Linked DNA regions of Gossypium hirsutum: region 2 is linked to region 1. Evidence: chromatin contacts called from public Hi-C data. All regions are on one chromosome and are shown on one strand. The core of a region is the stretch at or near the end of the contact, and the rest is flanking DNA. Distances in the headings are between cores, read along the strand shown. Region 1 has its middle 17 kb from the start of LOC107959768. Region 2 holds the start of LOC107959772 (protein LONGIFOLIA 1).

Region 1 (5,295 bases), core at 1,210-3,709:
CTATAATCAACACAGAGCCTCCAACTACCATCTTTCTTTTTGACCATCACCACAGAAGATGCAAATAGACTATTGTTGTCCCTAATTATTCCTGCTTGCAGCATTTCTTGTATCAGTTTCTCAATTTTTGTTTTTTGAACTGCTAGATATCGATAGGGGTGTATTTTAACAACTTTAGACTCATCGATCAGGGGAATCCTGTGATCTCGCAATCTAGCAAGAGGTAAATCGATTGGAACCTGAAATATATTCGTAAATTCATCTAGCAAATCTTGTAAATCAGGTGGCAATTGAGCTGGCTGCATTGTGAGGGCAGCCTGATCACAAGAAGTGAATAGCATAGGACTTGGTCTATTACCCACCAAACTCAAACATTTGGAAAGTTGACTGCTGGAAATAAGTTGAAATGAATCTGGTAATGTACCCTTTAAATTGCAATCCTATCCTATATGAGTGAACTTCATGGTCAAATTGGAAAAATTCCATATAATCGGCCCAAGAGATAGCAACCAATGAATACCAAGAACCAAATCAAATCCCTTTACTGATAAGATTAAGAAATCAGAGGTGAATTTGTATCCTTGTGCTTCCCAGGAAACTGCTCTACATATACTCTGAGTAGATAACCGAACCCCATTTGCTACCATCACTCACAATATACTTCTTACCAAATTCAACCTTTTAGCCACCTTAAGATCGATAAAATTGTATGTGCTACCTGAGTCCACCAATGCAGTCACTCAGTGTTAATTTGTATCCTTGTGCTTCCCAGGAAACTGCTCTACATATACCCTGAGTAGATAACCGAACCCCATTTGCTACCATCACTCACAATATACTTCTTACCAAATTCAACCTTTTAGCCACCTTAAGATCGATAAAATTGTATGTGCTACCTGAGTCCACCAATGCAGTCACTCAGTGTTATCAATAACTGCTGGAAACCTCATAGTGTTATGGCCTTGCAACCGCTAAAGAGCATGTAAGGACAATACAAGACTCGCTGGAATAGAATCGACTAAGTCCAATTGATTGGAAAAATCCTAAAATTCTTCAAAGGAGGAACTCTTCATATCAGAACCTTGTTCCCATACTGGTTCAATAATAAGTTGATACAATTGAGACTTAGAGCATTTATGACCAGGTGAATACTTCGAGTCACACCAAAAACAAAGGCCCTTCTTCCTTCTATCCTCCAACTCCGCTTGTGACAAGGACTTAGATGGAACTCTTTATCCTAAACTACCATTCACCAACCCCCTGCTAAAGGAGAGTTCCACGTTCCTTGCTGCCCTCTTGAAATAGGAAACAGAGGTCGTGACGAACTACTTGCACTACCAACAGTAAACCCCTTCTTCACTGGTCCCAACACAATATTCTTAACCTGCCAAGCTAAATTATAACCCTCCACCAACGTCTGCGGCTTAAATAGCCTGAGATACTGCCCTATTTCAGTTTTCAAGTTGTTGATGAATATGCTTAAAGCATACGATTCATGTAAGTACAACTGATTCAACAAACTAAAAAATCCATCATGGAACTGGCCAACAGTTCCATGTTGTTTAAGTGTTACCAGCTCGGTCATGGGATCAAGAAAGGAATCAGTTCCAAAACGTTCCTTAATTCCTCTAGCATACATCTCCCAAGTTAACTAATGCAACCCTCCATGTCTTTGCACAAAGAAATGATGCCAGTCTAATGCCTTTCCTTCCAAACGCAACATAACCACTCTAACTTTAGCATGTTCACCTATTTCTTCTGCCTCGAAATACTGTTCCAACTTAGACCACCAAACTCTAAAATTACTACCATCAAAATGTGGACAATCCACTCGAAAAGAAGTATTTCCAACTTCCACATTTCCTCCTCGCGAGGACATATCGAATGGCCTAGATTTGCATAGGCGATACCATGAGGTGTTCCTTTGCCGGAAAACCAGGAGGAGAACCTAAAATACCCTTCCCTTTACCACTCATCACACCTGTAACCGTAGCTGGAGGGTTTTGCCCAAAATACTGTTCAAATAAAGAATGAAGTTTAGATCGAAGTTCAGATCTTACCTCTGAACGAATCTCAGACTTAATTCCCTCCTGCAAATCCTTTAGACGTGCATTAATCCATGCATCAAGCTGAGAAAATTGAACCTGTAATTGAGTGAGTTCTCCGTGCATCATGCCAAATTCCTTCTGAATTCTTGTAGTCACTCCCTCCACAGTCATGAAAATCGACAAGGCTCTAATACCTTTGTCATGGAAAGAATCTGAATAAAAAATATATAGAAGAAGAGAAGAGAACCCAAAAGAGAAAAGAGAAGAAAGATTGATAGAAGAATAAGAGAGAGTACTGGAAATTCTGTCTTAAACTTTTCATAGCCATTTTTATGTTCCTTTTGTCAAGTATATATGGAAACCAAATAACAACTCGTACAAACCATACAATAGACCAAAACACATCATTTAACTAATACTAAAACCGCACCATTTCACCAGAATAGAAATGAGATAAAACGCAGCGTACAGCACAAGAGACTTAACAGAAATAACAAAAATATGAAAATATGAAAACCATTCCATAACATTATGTAAAGGGATATTTTCTACATAATTCTTTCTACATCCCGCCTTTTGCAGAAAAGGATCGCCGCATGGACTAATTGCAGTTCTTGTCTCCCTGCTTTTGAATTCTCCCCGATTTTGAAATTTCATGCAAATTAATTGCCAAATAGGTACTTTTCTTCTTACATTTTTTTTAATTTCGATTTTAAATCCTTTTTTAATATCATTTTTTATTTTGATTTATTTTATCCTATTGATTTTGATTTCTCCTTTTTTTTTTGGTGTTTTAAGGTTATTTATAAGGTTATATAAAGAGATATTTTCTACATAATTCCTTCTACCTCCTGCCTTTTATAAAAAAGGATCGTCGCATGGACTAATTGCAGCTCTTGTCCGTTTGCTTTTAAATTCTCCTCAATTTTGAAATTTCAGGCAAATTAATTGCCACATAGGTACTCAGCTTCTTACATTTTTTGTTTTGATTTTAAATCTTTTTTTAATCTCATTTTTTATTTTAATTTATTTTATCCTATTGATTTACATTTCTCTCTTTTTTTTTTGGTGTTTTAGGGTTATTTATAGGGTTATATAAAGGGATATTTTCTACATAATTCCTTCTAAATCCTGCCATCAGCAGAAAAGGATCGCCGCATGGGCTAATTGTAGTTCTCGTCCCTTTGGTTTTGGTTTCTCCCAGATTTTGAAATTTCAGGCAAATTAAGTGCCAAATAGGTCCTTTGCTTCGTACGTTTTTTATTTCGATTTTAAATCCTTTTTTAATTTCATTTTTTATTTAGATTTCTCCGTTTTATTATTATTGTTGTTGTTTTGATTGTTGATTCGATTTTAAACTTTATTGTATTTAAATTTTAGATTGCTTTTTGCTTTAATTATTGTTTAAATGTTGTTTTTCTTGGTTGGATAATTGTGAAATGTGGTATATTGCTTTATTTTGTTTGAGTAATGTTAGATTGTATTTTATTCCATGGTAATTTCTCATATTTTATTTTTACTTTCTATTTTAGAAGTAATGTTAGATTTGTATTATATCCCATGGTAATTCTCATATTTTATTTCTACTTACTATTTTAGAATTTGTTGTTTGGCATTTTGTTATTTACTGTATTTATCATTTTAGATTTGATTAGACATTGTGTCTTAATTTAAGTATTAGGATTATTTGTGGTTTTCTCTATAGTTGGTTAGTTTATTTTTTATTTTCATACTTTAAATTTAAATTAGTTCATTTTTGGATCTCGGATCTAAATATTAGGTTTCTCTTGATTAAATTTTTAGAAATTAGATTTTAGGACTTTTAGATTGTAGGTTTTAAAAATTTTTATGTTAAGTTACATTTAAGGTTTTATTTCTTTTAAAAATTAAATTAAGTCTTTCGGATTTAATATTTCATTTTTAATTAGATTTTTTAATTTTTGCAACCAATTATATTTTTAATTAAGATCTTAAAATTAGGTATTAAAATTATATTTTAGGATTTTTTAATTTTTTTAATTTTTAAACTTTAAATTAAAATTTAGGCATTGAACCAAATTTAGATTTGTTAAGTTTTTTTTTTTCTTTTTATAGCTTTCTTTCTCATTTATAATTTTTTAGATGTTTTTATTAGATTTTAAGATTCTTTCTCCATTTGATTTTAGAGTTTAGATTTTAGATAGTTTTGGAGTCCTCCTTAGATTCCTTAATTGTTTTCGAACAGACGTCATAGGGGTACTATAACTTTTCTTGGGTGTAATTGTACTCTTGGATTCGGAAGTCGTCGACAATACTAAGTCTTGGTTTTTAGGATTTTTCTTAGGTTTAGTTTTAAAAACTTAGATGATAGGTGGCTAATCATTTTAACTCCAATTGGTTAGTTTATTTTTATGTCTTAGGATTATTTGAAGTTTTCTCTTTAGGATTGTGTATTTTATAGTTGGTTAGCTTCTTTTTGAATTTCATCCTTTAATTTTTTTTATCTTCGGTTTTAAATTAGTTCATTTTAGGATCTTGGATTTAAATACTATGATTCTTTTGGTTAAATTTCTAGAAATTAGATTTTAATACTTTTAGATTATTTTTTAAAAAAATTAAGTATTAGGATTATTTAAGGTTTTCTCTTTAGGACTGTGTACTTTATAGTATGTTAGCATATTTTTGAATTTCATACTTTAATTTTTTTTATATTAGGTTTTAAATTAGTTCATTTTAGGATTTTGAATCTAAATAGTAGGCATTTTTCGATTAAATTTCTAGAAATTAGATTTTAGGACTTTTAGATTGTAGGTTTTAAAATTTTATGTTAAGTTACATTTAATGTTTATTTTTTAAAAATTAAATTAAGTCTTTTGAACTAGGATTTAAGATTTCATTTTTAATTAGATTTTAGAATTTTTATATCCAATTAAATTTTTAATTAAGATTTTTAAATTGGGTATTAAAATTATATTTTAGGATTTTTATTTTATTTTTTTTAGTTCTTAAACTTTGAATTTAAATTAAGGCATTGAACTAAATTTAAATTTTAGGTGTTCAGCTTTTTTTTAAAGTTTTCTGTCTCGTTTAAAAAAAATTTAGATATTTTTATTAGATTTTAAGATTTTTTCTCCATTTGATTTTAGAACTTAGATTTTAGATATTGTTGTCTTTTGAATGGTTTTGGAGTCATCATTAGATTCTTTAGTTTATTTTGAGATTGGAAACCTTGATTATTGAACCATGCAAGGTTGTTGTCGGACAGATG
Region 2 (5,295 bases), core at 1,683-4,182, 100 kb before region 1:
AGCTTTTTGAATTGGAATAGATCAGTTGAGAAACTGATTTGAAATAAGAAATTAGACCAGCTGAACAACAAATTGGTTGAATCAGTAATTGAACTAATTGGACCAATTTCTTTCTATTCTTCTAATAATTATTTTAATTAAATCTATAAAATTAAAAATAAATAATTTAACAAGTTGAATCACTAATTCAATTTCCGATAACCAAGAAAGATGAAGGCACTTTTAAATATGTATATATAACAAACAATTAGTAGGTATGAAGGAATTGAATAAAGCTGGCATATTCACGACTTTGTGTCATACAGCATCATTTTCTCTTGCTCAAAATTTTGCTATTGACCTTACTACCTTTTATGGCCCATTTCCCATTCCCTGCAAAACCTACTTTAACAAACACGTACCAGACACACTATCATTGTCAATTACAAACAACGTGAAATTATAAAATTAAAATCAATCAGAATCCCAAATATGATGATACCACATTTCAAAGGGGGAGATAAATGTCATACACATAGTATGACAACTACAATAGTGACATATCAACTCATTTGAACCCACCAACAGGAAGGTCCCTATGAACCCTCCCTATTTTAGGAATCTTTCTTTTGAAGGCTCCATCAAACCAAGTTTCAATTGTGTAAGATTAGGCCTTCCTAACCATTTCTGATTTTATCAAAGATATGACTGCTTGGGTCAAGTTGATAAAAAGGTAGATATTTTTAAATAAAGTTTAAAATTTGAGTATTTTAAATAAAATTAGGAATTTGAAATAATAACTTTGGTTTAATCAGTGGCTATGGGATGCATGAGGATGTCAGGCCAATAATGATAATAATAGTAACAGTAGGAAATGCATGTGCAGTGTAGGTAAAACTCTTGCAACTAATGAACTGTCAATTTGATAGACCCCTTTTTCAATCATTGCAATCATTAAGCTTTAATATAATCTCCAAATTTGGATTCAAAATCACTAATCTCTTTTGTGGTTGAATTGCTTCATAGTACTCCACATTTGTATTAATGTTAATTTTTTTAGTAATTATTATTTGTATTATATTTATATAAAGAGGATGTTGATTCGAATTTGTTGAAGTATATTTATATTCGCATTTAAAATTTAAAAAAATTATGAATAATTCTAAACTTTATATATATATATGCATAATTCAAGTTTTGTATAAATAATATATTTTTATATTTATATCGTGTTTATTATGTGTTGTATTTTAATTATTTCTCAAATCCATCTTTATATATATGGCAAGGCACCGTAATTTTTCATTTTAGGTCAATATTTTAAATAGAAAAAAAATGGTTTCTTGGTTACGAAGCCATATTCACCAATGAACAGCATCTGGATGTCATCCCTTAATTTAGTATAGACAAATTAAACTAAAATGCATATGAGGAAAATATGATCATCCATTTTCCCAAATTTCAACTTCATTGATTCGTAAATAACTCCAATTCTAAATATATATTAGAATAAATAAAGTTTTGTAAGAGTATTACATAAAAAAAAATGAGCTCGATTTTCACACCTAATGTCATATGTTGAAATTTAAATTTCTTCAATAATAATTAAAAATAAAAAAATAATTAAATTTATAAATTATTCAAGTAAAACTTCAAACCACTCAAAATTTGAGTATTTGCAAAAAAAAAAAAAGAGAGGGGAATGATGATTGCAGTACATAAATCCACTTTCTAGCAAGATGGTGAAGCTGGTTGCCACTGTCTGACAAACTCCACATGGTCATGGGGGGAAGAGGTCTAAATTGCAGACCCACCCACATTATTTTGTTCACATGAAAGTGGGAGAAAATTCCCAAAGCGCATTTGACCCACCCTTAACCTAATAAGTTTGTACACTAATAATTCAAAATATTATATAACTTTTAAACACGATTAGAATGTTTCAAATTTATAACAATTTGATCTACCTATGGTTCTTCACATAATCACACTAGAAATGTCTATAACTGGATTGAATTCTTGCACTTAACATTATATATATTTGATAAGTTAAGTCTAATGCTTAAATTTTGTTTAAAATTATTTTTAAACATATATAATGAATAAAAAAAATTTGAATGCTAACAAAGTGTCTTAACTACTACTCCCTTTAGCTAATGGCTCTTGTATAATAATTTTATTACATTATACTATTATATATTAATATTTTATGTGATATAAACTACATAACATATAAAAATATTATAAAATTAAAAGGGTTGAGCCAAGTTGGACATAAGACTAGTTTAGTAATGCATTTAAAAAGTATTGTAGAAAAGTGCGGTTGAAAAGTGCTTTTGAAAAGTTTAGTTTAAGATTTAAGTGTTTAGAATTACGGTCAAAAAGTGCTTTTAATAAATAAAATGTTCATTTTTAAACTTGTTATTATCAAGTAACAAATATGTATTTAAATAATGTTCAAATTAGTTAATATTATTATATTTTAGTAAGAATAAAAAAATTATTATAAGTCGTTAATATTTTAATATATGAAATATAAATTTTAAATATTTTTAAGCAATAAATATTATTTTTTATAAAATTTAATTAGAATATATATGAATTATATTTTAAATATTTAAATATAACCATTAAATATTTACAATTAGATATTAACACATTTTTATTATTTTAAAAAATATTTTTATTTTTAATTAATGCTTCTTTTCAGAAAGTACTTTTGAAAAGGTAAAAATTTCAACTAAAAACAGTTTGTTTAGTACAAGTTTTCTTCCAAAAATATTTTTGGAGCCAAAAGTATTTTTTTTTAACCCCCACTAAACAAGCCCTTAGTATATTGGAAGTTTAATTTTCTATGGAAGACTATTTTTAATCTTAATATTAGGATGCACGACTCTACCCTATGATAAATCTAAATTCACACAGCGAACTGTCTTTATTTTCCAATTATTGAGGTAGTTTGTTGAAGTCCTACATTCCAAATCTGAAGTATCCGCTTCTTAGGCATACATTAAATGTTATAATATTAGAGGAAAAGAAGTAAGATTTTTCACATTCCCATTGCCTACATATGCTAGAACTTAACATCTGTTTGTGCAGTAAGAGGTTCCATTGCGGTGTTTGATAGGTTAGCTAAGTCCATAGAAGGTGGTCACTGGGGACCCTTTGGGTTATTGTCTGCCTTGTTCAGGGAAGCCCCGAAGAAAACGTTTTTAATCTCATTCCAAATGCAAAGAATGGTAATGTGGGGCTATACCAATCTCTCTGTGTATCTTTAAATTTGTCCCTTTCAGTCTTCTCTGTTATTTACTAACATAATTCTCTGAAACCTCACATACAGTTCCAAAAGAAAGAAATATCCTAGTTGCAGGGGTAGAAAAAAAAAATCCTTTACAAGGTTTCAGAATCCTAGGATGTTTAAGTAGCTAGAACATACTTGGAAAAGAACCCTTTACAAGGTTTTTGGCAATGCATGTGGCATTTTAACCTTGTGAAGAGACGTTGAAAGTACCCAGAAGTTTTGTTTGGGAGCTAAGAAAGTTCAGGTTTGGTTCTGCTAAAAGTTTAGGATGTCATCAAAGTTTATGTATTCTTTGTCAGATGAAAACCCAGATTTGCAGAAGCAGATTGGGTGCATGAATGGACTATTCCAGCTCTTCGATTGCCACCATTTCTATGGTAACCGGCACATTGCCAGTCCAAACCGCAAAAGGCTTCCCTCAGGTACTTTTAATTATATTTACTTTTTTTTCAAGAGTGTTCAAGGTTGTAAAGAAAGATCACCCTCAGGTTAATGTTTCTGAATTTCCATCATGAATGTTATAGGCTATGTTACTTGACTCAAGGGTAAGTGCGTATCTTTAATTTCTTCTTATGTCTTTTCATATATTTAGAAGATTCTATACCTCATAGTTATGTTTGAATATGCGTTAGACGTAACACGGATTTTAGGCCTAGAGAACTTGTGAGTTTTAAGAGGTTTCCAGGTTCTGCTAATTTCAGAAACATGTTTTAACTCCAATTTGAAAACACTAACATAGTGGATTAGATTGGAGTTGGAACACTTTCTATGCAGTAACCAGAATTTGTTGTTTCAGTAATGTGCTTGTAATTGCTAACCTTCTAATGTCTAAAATCATCCAGATTTCTTCCTTCTATGGCTGACATTCAGTGTTTGACTAGGTCAAAATGGCAAGCATGGAACAGAAGCCAAGACTGGTTCAGACAAGATAAAAGTAAGAAAAAATACTGGTCACTTAGGTCTATGGAGGAATTGACAAAAATAATTAAGGTTAATGTAACTTACATTGCACCTGCAGGGAAATAATCTGAAGAAGACTATGAAGGAGAAACAAAGATACTCCTTTGAATCACCCCGAACCTTGTTGTCTTCTTCCTCTTGTTCATCCAGTTTCTCACCTGCTGACTGCAGAAAAGAATCTCTAGTAGACCGATCTTCATCAAGCCAAACTGCCTTCCACGAAACCCCGAGGAAGGAAATATCCAGTCATCGATCAAATGCTTCTTTGCAATCAAGCCAAAACTCCCTTAACCTCCGAGATGTGGTTAAAGATTCAATCTATAGAGAAGCCTGTGGATTACCGATTAAAATTGCAACAAAAGTGGAAGCGGGGCAGCACCAAACCTTGAAGTATATAGATTCCCCAAGGCCTTTGCAGTCACCAAAACCTTCAAAGACGAGGAACACCAGTCTCAATGAATCAAGTCATGCCCTTCTTAAGCTTAAAGGGACTCCTAAAATGTACAATGAATGCGAGGATGGTTCTCTCACTTTTGCACGACAGGATGCTCCTCGGCTCTCTTATGATGGGAGGGGGGCAAAAGAATCACATAAAATTAAGCCCAAAGATCTCCCAAGGCTATCACTAGATAGTAGGGAAAGCTCCATAAAGGGTTCCGTCGATAGTATGAGATCGGATTTTCTTCTAGGAGAGATAAACAGAAGTAGAATGAAATCAAATGATATAAGAAACCAAGAGCAAGAACCTGGAAGCTACAAAGGACCATCTAGTGTTGTAGCCAAGTTGATGGGGGTGGAAGCATTGCTAAATCCCATGCTAACCAATGGAAATCGAAGTCAAGATATCGAAACCTGTCAAGCTTTCAAAAGCAATCCCGCCTCACCCTCATCAAGAATTAATGAGAAAAAGAAAAGTTCGATTTCTGGTTGTTCAAGAAATTCAGGAAAGGAACCAAGGTCACCCTGCAATCGCATGACAAATGTAGAGTCAAAGAAACCTGTTGCAACTAGATGCCCAATTGAATCTGCCCCATGGAGGCAGCTTGATGGAAACA

Evidence for each region. Hi-C and Micro-C count contacts between places; a contact is called where the count stands out from the background.
Region 2: a contact with region 1 is called in a Hi-C map of leaf, with 2.6 times the contacts expected there. The contact joins the promoter of LOC107959772 here to the enhancer-like site in region 1. A contact is called at or near these places in 7 of 34 Hi-C or Micro-C datasets (callus, leaf and seedling).

What each region holds. Positions count from the first base shown.
Region 1 is chrA05:102,956,750-102,962,044 of Gossypium_hirsutum_v2.1, reverse strand. No RefSeq gene overlaps it. Among protein-coding and RNA genes, the nearest start is that of LOC107959768, 17 kb to the left of the region's middle. Within about 2 kb of position 2,459, at least 6 of the 9 cell types and tissues checked have an H3K27ac peak or open chromatin away from gene starts, as enhancers often do. A contact at or near this core is called in leaf, where this site is marked.
Region 2 is chrA05:103,057,675-103,062,969 of Gossypium_hirsutum_v2.1, reverse strand. It overlaps LOC107959772 (protein LONGIFOLIA 1), which reads left to right and starts at 2,932. Exons shown (of 6, transcript XM_041114335.1): 1 at 2,932-3,218; 2 at 3,320-3,702; 3 at 4,162-4,214; 4 at 4,299-5,295. The coding sequence starts at 3,549.